Regions from separate parts of the Mus musculus genome. Here regions 1 and 2 are each linked to region 3. A link is a contact called in public Hi-C data. All regions are on one chromosome and are shown on one strand. Each heading gives the region's core, a stretch centred on a gene start, on an enhancer-like site or on the middle of the called end of the contact. The rest is flanking DNA. Distances are from core to core; before and after follow the strand shown. Region 1 overlaps Rora (RAR-related orphan receptor alpha). Region 2 overlaps Rora (RAR-related orphan receptor alpha). Region 3 overlaps Rora (RAR-related orphan receptor alpha).

Region 1 (2,963 bases), core at 21-2,520, 74 kb after region 3:
ACTCCATGACTTCAACAGACACCTTGATTTATTTGGGGGAAACACTAGAGGATCGAAATGAGATCTCACTGTGTGTAGCTCAGGCTGGAACTGAGATTGTCCTACCTCCTTTCCCCAAGTGGTAGGAGGATGGCTGGGTATCCCCCACATCGGGCCCTCACTCCTCGTTACCAGAACTGTGGCTGCAAGCACAAGGGACGGGGCAAACTCCTCAACATTGCTATTTCCTTCCCTCAGTAACTGAGAAAAAATGAAAAGAGAATCAAAGAGAAAACAGGCTGAAGCCGAGGACTGGCTTTCAGGTCATTCTATGCTTCCAAAGAGGAGAAATTTGCCTGTCATGTCTATAATTTAGAAAGCTCTAATGGGTGGCTCCTAATTTATTTATTACTCATAGAAAGTTGTAAACATCCCTCCCTAAACCATCAGGAAATAATCTGGGCAGGAGTCAAGTGCTTCAGACATTTGGCACTTTTAATGGGGCTGTTGTTGGACATAGTTCTGATCTCTGAGTCTAATTTATCTCCTTCCTTACATAGGGTTGTGGGTAAGCTATTCACCTGTGTGGTGTGTGTGTGTGTGTGTGTGTGTGTGTGTGTTAATTCAATTAAGATAGTCAAAAGGCATCTTAGCTTTGTCATCGTCTCCTTTGCAGACTGCCAGCTTAATAGGAGATTCCAAAATTAGTAAAAAAAAAAAAAAAAAAAAAAAATTAAATAAATAAAAAGAAAAAAAAGCCAATTTAACAACAACAAAAAGGGGCATTAGCAGAATATACAAGCTGGAGAGTCAAACAGAATTGTTTGAAATACCTCAGCCTGGTTTCAAAGAGCTTCCTGCCGTCGAGCCCAAACACCCAGACAGGTAGACCGCTGTGAGATATGTAGGCGCTGCCTGCTGCCTGCTCCTTAGATGGTGGGAGCATTTGAAAGCATCAAAGTTTCCCGTATAGATGAGTGTACATTTATCCCCGAGTCTGTGATCTCTGCACTTGCCTATTGTAACTTGCTGTTTAATAGCTTGGCAAACCTTGCCCCTCACAGACTACAGATTCTTCCCCCCCCCCAGCCCCCCTTAAGGATCTGCTTCTCTCCCAGGAGAGTCTCGCTGGGGCTGAGTTTTGAAAAGTTTTCGTTCCTGGGCTTGTGCGAAGATATGGGGTCACTCTTTGAATTCAGCACTGTTGAAAACCTCACTTGCTGGCTTGGCTTTTCCTCACCCTTGGCGTTGGTGATTGGTGTCTGCATGTGGCCAGTTGGTGCCCTCTAACCATGGGGCAGGTGCCAAGAACCAGCCCTGCTAAGAACGAGGAACAACCACAGCCTTGCCCTGTACAGACCCATCACTCCATAAAAACAAGATCAAAGGTCTCCACCTGGCTGCCCACAGACATGGACTGCCTGGACTCTGGCCATGTTCTCAACTTCAGATCACAACTGCAGGGGACACTTCAGACCGAAATTTGTACTGCACATTTCTAATAATCTGAAATCTGGGATCATGTAGCGCTTCCTGTCCTGAGGAGCCTAGTGTACATCAGACCTCCTCCACACTGCAGAGTCCCTTCAATTTGGCTCTCTTGCTACCTCTGTTACCTGCTGGGCCACTGGCTTTTTGAGTCTGTGACCTATGATAAGGACACCTCACACAAAGGCAAATAATGACTGGTAAACTTGGGGGACAGACAGCTGATGTGGCTTCCTGCTGATTTTCAGGACAACACCAGGATAGGATTACAACACCCTGTGTGGCTAGGGAGAAATTGAGGCCCTTGGATTTTCAGTGCCTTACTGCATTCTTGCTGCTTAGGGAGTGAGTGAGCCAGGTATCAAAGCCTGGGCCATCTTTGTTCTTTCTGGCTAGAAATGTGAACACTAGCCAGAACCCACACTGCATCCTCTTGCTTGACCCACTCTAGTCTGGCCATGCTGACTATGCGCCAGGCATTTTGAGTCCTAACTTCCTTCTTTTCTGTTTGTATATTGACCTCCTGTCTACTGAGCTTTCTCCCACAACTTCCCTTCTGTGTCTGAAAGCTCCTCCTCTTGAAAGATTCCACTTACTTGTAAGCCTCTGTGTTAAGACCCCTTCACCCCAAAATCTGACCTCAGAGCTCCCAGAGTCTATTTCTGTAACCCATTCATAGGAAAAGGCATCCCACACAGCCACTGTCAGTTCCTTAAGGGCAGACTCTGCCTCAGGTGTCCCCTCAAGCCTGGTTCTAGTCCTGACAGGCAGGCAATAGTCATTGCAGGGTGGGCTACTAGGTGGAAGAACCTGAACTACACTCATGTCAGGATGTCCTTGAGTTGGAGGACTGAACATAAATCCCACCAGTGTCACCACTGGGTTCCTCCTACCAGGAATGCAGCTCACTTATCCAGCATGACTTCTGATAAATGAGAGCTTGTCACTGAGTCTTCTTTTAGCAGAAGGCATCACAGTCTTAAGTTCTTCAAGGAGCTTCAGATTTGAAACCCATCAGTCAGGTACTGTGGCACCCACCTATAATCCCAGCTCACGGAAGGTAGAGGCAGGGGGATTCGGTGTTCACGATCATCCGCAGCAACATAGTGAGTTCAAACCTAGCCTTGGATACATGAGACTCTTTCTCAAACCAACAACAAAAAAACAGCAGCAATAACAGAACACACACACACACACACACACACACACACACACCACTCCAAGAAAGCTAGTGGAATAAAAAATTAAAACATATAAGACACTTGGTGGGCACAGAGCAAGTAAGGAGAAAGAAATGCTGCAAGATCAGCACAGGGCTGTGAAATTAATAAGACATGAATAATCATACAAGAGCTGGTGGAGCCTCCTGAAAGTACGGACTTAGGGGTGCACTTGGGGGTGAGAGAAGCTGATGACCTATAAACCACTGGCCAGGTGTCAATTGAACTTTCCATTTTTACTCTCTGCCCCCATACCATTTTTGAAACTGTAGAATT
Region 2 (3,037 bases), core at 38-2,537, 120 kb before region 3:
AATACCCCACTCCTAGGTTTCAACTCAACCATCAAAAATGGAAAAGGCTTTGGGCTAGAACTTGATAAAGCAGGGCTGTAATTTGCCAGAACTAAGTTTAGGCATATTTGTTAATATTAATGAAAGCCTTCTTGTTTTAAAATGTATTTAAATAGCTGGCATTAGTAATTACCTCTTTCTACCTTAGAATTTTCACTTCCAAAAGGAGCTGGTTAGCCGACTGAAGTATCTTAAGCAGTTATAGTTGGGGACAGGGAGTAAAGAAGTCAGCAGGCTTCTGTGTGCCTTTCCTACATCTTGAACGAGAGACCCCAGCCCACCTTTCAACTGTAACGGAAACATTTTTTTTTCTTATAGAAACATGAACTCTGGAAAAGACCTTGGCAGCTGTCAATCACAACCTTCTAATTTTACAAACAGGGCAAGAAGGCAAGCGAAGAAAACCTGCCAGTTACCATGCAGCAGATCCAGACTAGAGCCCATGCCTTCATCCGCTTCCCTCCACACGCAGGCTGGGGCTTTCCACTCCTCAACACCGTGTGGCAACTGGGGGCCCAGATGACTCATGCATCAAATAAAGGTGTTGAACTTAAGCGATTTCTCAATCAGAATCATCTATGCAGCTTACAATTTACCAGCACATGCGATCCACCAAGGCCATCAGACCAAAATCACCAGAATCTCAAATAGAACACGCACACACAAATACACATATATTGTTTAAAATTTGACTTTTAAGTACATGTCTGTGTGTGTGTGTGTGTGTGTGTGTGTGTGTGTGTGTGTATGTGTGTGGGGGGTATGTGCACATGAGTACAGGAGGCCAGTAGAGCGTGTTGGATTGGGTTGATTGGCCTGGCATGAGCACTGTGACTAAAACTCAGGTCCTCTGTAAGCAGTGTGAAGTTTTAAAAGCTCCAGCTCTCTAATCCCTAAGAGCCTGTATACCTTGAAAGTTCCATCCTGTCTAATATACTGACAATACTGGGTGCTGAGAGACCAGAGAGCCTCTGAGATCCGTTCTAGGCCTGCTGCAGGGCGTTTAGCAAGGTTTGGGGAAAGCCTGTGACTGAGCTCTCTTTTTGCTCATCCACCAAGCCATCCTACTTCTGTCAGACTGGTTGTGCTGCTGGAGTTACCTATATGAAGGCAGCTGGCATGTTTACTCAAACATTACCCACCACAGCATACACTCACCAAGGACACAGACTACATATGTCATGGTCACCACTGTCTGAGTAGCCCACAGCATTGAAGCTGCCCCAAGCAATGGGGTAGGTATATTGCACAACCACCTCCCAGGGCCAGAGTCAGTTGGAGTGTTGTCTGCCTCCACACCACTCAGAGTCCAACTTTACTGGCGTTTCCAGATGAAAACTCACTCTACACAAAAGGCAGGGTGTCTGGTTATTGGAATCAGAGACAGGGTGTCTGGTCATTTGGAGTAGGAGGTAGGATGTCTGGTCATTAACCCCACTCCCCCAGCTTGGCCACTGCAGACACACTGAGAGGATGCTTAGGCCGGAGAAAGGCCCTTTTGTTCATAGGAAGTGCTGAGGAAGAGCTTAGGAGTAGGGAATCTTTACTTTGTTGCTGAAAAAAATAACATTAAATTAAAAAAAAAAAGATAGAAAAGGTAACACAGGAAAGACATTGCTGTTTCCATTAGAGTTGGCTGGACTCTGTGGCCAACTCCCCCACCTGCTCTGGGAGATTCAGTTCCCACATACAGGTCTGGAGTCAATGTTGCAAACAGAGGCCAGAACTCCAGACAGTGTCATTCAGGAAAAGGAGTAGAGAGCTTTGCCATTATCATAAGCGCCCTTATTGGACTGCCTAGACTGCCTCAGGACCCTCTCCTGTTTAGGTCACGTGGGGTTAAGAGATCTGGGGGTAACATTCCACCCACTTCCTCCTTCATGCTAGTGTTTAGCAAGGCCACAGAAAACGATTCCAAGTGTGGCTGTTACTGAAGTGATGACAGAAATCCCTTACATTGGGTTCCCATCTCTATTTCTCTTCAGAGGACCCCGAGGAAGCCTGTGTTTACCCTAAGATCATTCACTGTTGGAGCTTCGCTTTAGACCTCAGTTAGGAGGCCAGAATAGGGCTTTCCAAACTGATCTAACCCTCACGACCATCAAAAGAACTTTTGTGAATACTGACTCATTGGCTTTGGCCCAGATCACCAGAAACAGAACTCTACACAAGATAAATGCCTTCCATGTGATGGCGAGGACTGATGGTCTCTAGGAACCACTGAGGGAGTAGAGCAGCCCACCGCCTACCCCAAAGCTGACAGCTTAGAACACAAGGGTGTAACAATTGAGGCCCAAGGATGCCCGCCTGTATCAGAAACACCCAGGATGCTGATTAAATCCGCCCTCGGGGCCCGACCCAACACTGACTCCACCATGCCATCTCTAGGTGGGACTCAGTAATCTGCCTGTTACAGGCTCCAGTTAGGAGCTTTACTCCAGGTTCAGGAACCAGTCCTAGGATCACTCGTGAAGATATTTTATTGTTAACTCTTTGATTACTTGAAATCAAACCATGTTCACACATAGATATAAGAGTGGGCCTTAACCAATCAATGTTTTGTGGGATCAGATAGTTTTGTGTGTCGCCAAGTGTCTTGGTTTTCCAATGGTATGTACCTCTGAGAAACTACAAACTGGCAAGCCCAAAACCCTCAGCATAGCCCTCTCTGGTTAACTGTGGCTGCCAGCATCTTGGTATTTGAAAAAAAAAAAAAATGCTGATTCACCACCCGAGACACCTGATTGACAGGAAGAGCTTGAATCTGACTATCACAGCATATAGGTGGCACCAGAATGGTCTAGCATACAGGAAACACTCAAGCATCGTCCGAAAGAAATATTTATGTTTGCACTGTGTTCTGTAGAAATCAGAAGTGAGAAATGAAGATAACAATCCGTGACAAAACAAAACAAAAAAAAATATATATATAAAGAAAAGAAATACAAACAGCATGCGGATCACACTTCTGGGTGGTGCACTTTGGAAAAAAAAAAAA
Region 3 (2,848 bases), core at 101-2,600:
CTGTTAATAGCACTGGCTGTTCTTCCAGAGGTCCTGAGTTCAATTCCTAACAACCACATGGTAGCTCACAACTATCTGTAATGGGATCCAATGCCCTCTTCTAGTGTGTCTGAAGACAGCTACAGTCTAGTCATATAAATAATAAAGTTAAAAAATACTTAAAAGAAAACCAAATATAGAAGAAGTATAACCATATTGATTAATCTTTGACTCATGGTCCATGCAGATCCTTTCATCACCCCCTTGCTTATTTGAGAGATACACAAGGCAGGAGCCACACAAGTGTCAACAAAGAGGATGATGTAGGTCAAGGATGTCTATATCATGGGATAACACAAATCTCAGAGAAGGATGTTCTAGCAGCATGAAGCAAGGGAAGCAGAAGGATACAAAATGCCAGAGAATAATCTTTGCCAAAAAAGAAGAAGCACATTGAAAAGACAGATCGAAAATATATACACTAAATTAATTAGAGTGGTTATTTCCAGGAGATAGGAAATGATGGGTCACTTTCTCATTGCCCTGCCTATGTCTCCTAAAATACCTACAATAAAGGTATATAAATAAAATTTTAATCATGAGAAAAAGGCTAGTATGGAAACACCCATTTCAAAGGGCTACTGGGTAGATAAAATGAAACAATGAATGGGAACGCTTATTCAGAATCGCTTTGTTTTTCTTTGTTTTGATTGTTTCAGGTATCTCGTTGTGAGGCCCCGTTTCTCATGGCAACTGCTAATTGCAGCCTTGACCTTTCCTAGGGGACAGTGGTGACAGAGCTAGCTGCTTTCACGAGGGTCTACAGTGCTGTGTAATTGGGTAAAGAGTTAGCCTAACCAGACTTTACATCAGAAAAATTATCCCTGCTTAACTCAGTACGCTTTATGCAGTGCTCTGCAATGAAGGCAGGAAAGAGGTAGGCACTGTCTAGGTTTTGATTCCTGGGAAAACTAGCATCTTTATCTACCAGTCCGAAGTCTGCTAATGTTCACAGAGAGATACATTTAATGCTCACCATACCGGAAGGTCTCTAGAGAAGCACAGAACAGAAAATTGAGTTTGTGGACGTGGCAGGACTTAGAAGGCAAAACACAGTGCTAATCACAAGGCCTTCCTGAGTGGCCTTGAAAAGGAACAAGGGGGAGAGAGAGGGAGAGAGCAGCTTTCAGTTCAGACAGGACACAATGGGAAATATTCCTGAATGAAACAGTATCATGATTGGCATTTGATTTAGCATGGGAAAAGGGCACAATGTATCAAAGTCTTGCCAAAGACTGCTTGGGTATTGACGTATGAGAGTTCACCTATTGTTGACCTGTTGATGAGCGTGGGTGAATCGGAAGTTCACTGATTGACCAGACTGGCTAGAGACCTATGCCCCCTGGGATCAAGTTCACTGATTGACCAGACTGGCTAGAGACCTACGCCCCCTGGGATCCTCCTGTCTGTGCCTCCTCAGACCTGAATTATAAATGCACAGCATCACATTTTTTCCCCTTTTCTTTTCTATGTAGGTTTTGGGAATCTCAGACTGTGCATGCTTGCATAGAAAACACTGTATTGGCTCAGCTGACTTCCTTCCTTCCTTCCTTCCTTCCTTCCTTCCTTCCTTTCCTTTCCTTTCTTTCTTTCTTTCCTTTCTTTCTCTCTCTCCCTCCCTCCCTCTCCCTCCCTCTCTCTTTCCCTCTCCCCCCTCTCTTTCTTTCTTTCTTTCTTTCTTTCTTTCTCTCTCTCTCTGTCTCTGTCTCTCTCCCTCCCTCCCTCCCTCCCTCCGTCCCTCCCTCTCTCTCTCCCTCCCTCCCTCCCCTCCCTCCCTCCCTCCCTCCCTCCCTCCCTCCCTCCCTCCCTCCCTCCCTCCCTCCCTCCCTTCCTTCCTTCCTTCCTTCCTTCCTTCCTTCCTTCCTTGTTCTTACAAACAGGGCCTCATGTAGGCCATGCTTGTCTCACACTCACAATATAGCCAAGGATGACCTTGAACTTTCTGATGTTCCTCTGTCTCCATTTCCAGGGACTGTAAGTGTGTGCCATCGCCCCCATCTTACCGGGTGCTGAGGATTGAACCCAGGATTCAGTGCAAGCAAGGCAAGTACTCTACTAGACTATATCCCTAGTCCCTGAATATTTCATAATAGAAAGATAATTTTAGCTAGAAAGGGATGGCCAGAAAACTGAGAAGCCATGCCTCCCTCACAGGAAGTGTGAGTGATTCCTGCCTGGGCTGTGAACATCGTGGAATTTCCTCAGCAGCTGAAGAAGGTGTTACTAGGGCAGTTCCAATACCTTGGGAAGTAGTTACAGAGACACCCTGTACACAATATTCATTTAAGGGCACAGGAGATGGCTCAGTTTGTAAAGGTACATGCAACTAAGCCTGAAGAGGAGAGTTCAATCCCCAGGACCCTCATGGTAAGAGAGAACCAACTCTAGTTGTCCTCTGACCTCTGCACATGTGCTGTGGTATATACACACATGCATGTGCACAAACACACACACACACACACACACACACACACACACATTTAAAGAAACATTCCTTTATCTTTATTTATGGAAATAATTTCATCCTCTCTTCTTTAAATTCTTGTTTGTAATGAGGTCTTAGTCTTTCAAATCTTGACTTTGTCAACTAGGATAGGTCTTAGGAACATAGCTTAGTTTGTACTGGAATTTGTTATGTCCCAGTGAAAGAAGCATAAAACCGCAAAGGGGGGGGGGGTTGGGATATCCAAAATGCAATTTTCAGAATGTGTCCCTGTCACTGGGGAATGTGTGACCACAGTGCCCCCTGCAAACATCTCGATTTTCCTACTTGTGTTCCAAAGCTGCTGCCACATGACCTAAGTATTCC

Evidence for each region. Hi-C and Micro-C count contacts between places; a contact is called where the count stands out from the background.
Region 1: a Hi-C map of liver shows a contact between it and region 3, with 3 times the contacts expected there. The contact joins two enhancer-like sites. A contact is called at or near these places in 10 of 484 Hi-C or Micro-C datasets (Kupffer cells, Sertoli cells, epidermal suprabasal cells and 2 more) and 1 of 9 other capture datasets (adipose tissue).
Region 2: a contact with region 3 is called in a Hi-C map of Sertoli cells, with 2.6 times the contacts expected there. The contact joins two enhancer-like sites. A contact is called at or near these places in 2 of 39 promoter capture datasets (both in liver), 18 of 484 Hi-C or Micro-C datasets (LSK cells, Sertoli cells, cortical neurons and 8 more), 3 of 115 datasets of contacts at active chromatin or transcription factors (the SCID.adh cell line, embryonic stem cells and liver) and 1 of 9 other capture datasets (pancreatic islet).

The regions. Positions count from the first base shown.
Region 1 is chr9:69,108,843-69,111,805 of GRCm38.p6, reverse strand. All of the region lies in intron 1 of Rora (RAR-related orphan receptor alpha), which reads right to left. Among named protein-coding and RNA genes, the nearest start is that of Gm46153, 200 kb to the left of the region's middle. Within about 2 kb of position 1,270, at least 12 of the 459 cell types and tissues checked have an H3K27ac peak or open chromatin away from gene starts, as enhancers often do. A contact at or near this core is called in liver, where this site is marked.
Region 2 is chr9:69,297,976-69,301,012 of GRCm38.p6, reverse strand. The region is part of intron 2 of Rora (RAR-related orphan receptor alpha); the gene reads right to left. Gm46153 (a long non-coding RNA gene) reads left to right here. Exons shown (of 2, transcript XR_001779364.2): 2 at 358-593. Among named protein-coding and RNA genes, the nearest start is that of Gm46153, 6.1 kb to the left of the region's middle. Within about 2 kb of position 1,287, at least 39 of the 459 cell types and tissues checked have an H3K27ac peak or open chromatin away from gene starts, as enhancers often do. A contact at or near this core is called in Sertoli cells, where this site is marked.
Region 3 is chr9:69,182,588-69,185,435 of GRCm38.p6, reverse strand. All of the region lies in intron 1 of Rora (RAR-related orphan receptor alpha), which reads right to left. Among named protein-coding and RNA genes, the nearest start is that of Gm46153, 120 kb to the left of the region's middle. Within about 2 kb of position 1,350, at least 7 of the 459 cell types and tissues checked have an H3K27ac peak or open chromatin away from gene starts, as enhancers often do. A contact at or near this core is called in Sertoli cells and liver, where this site is marked.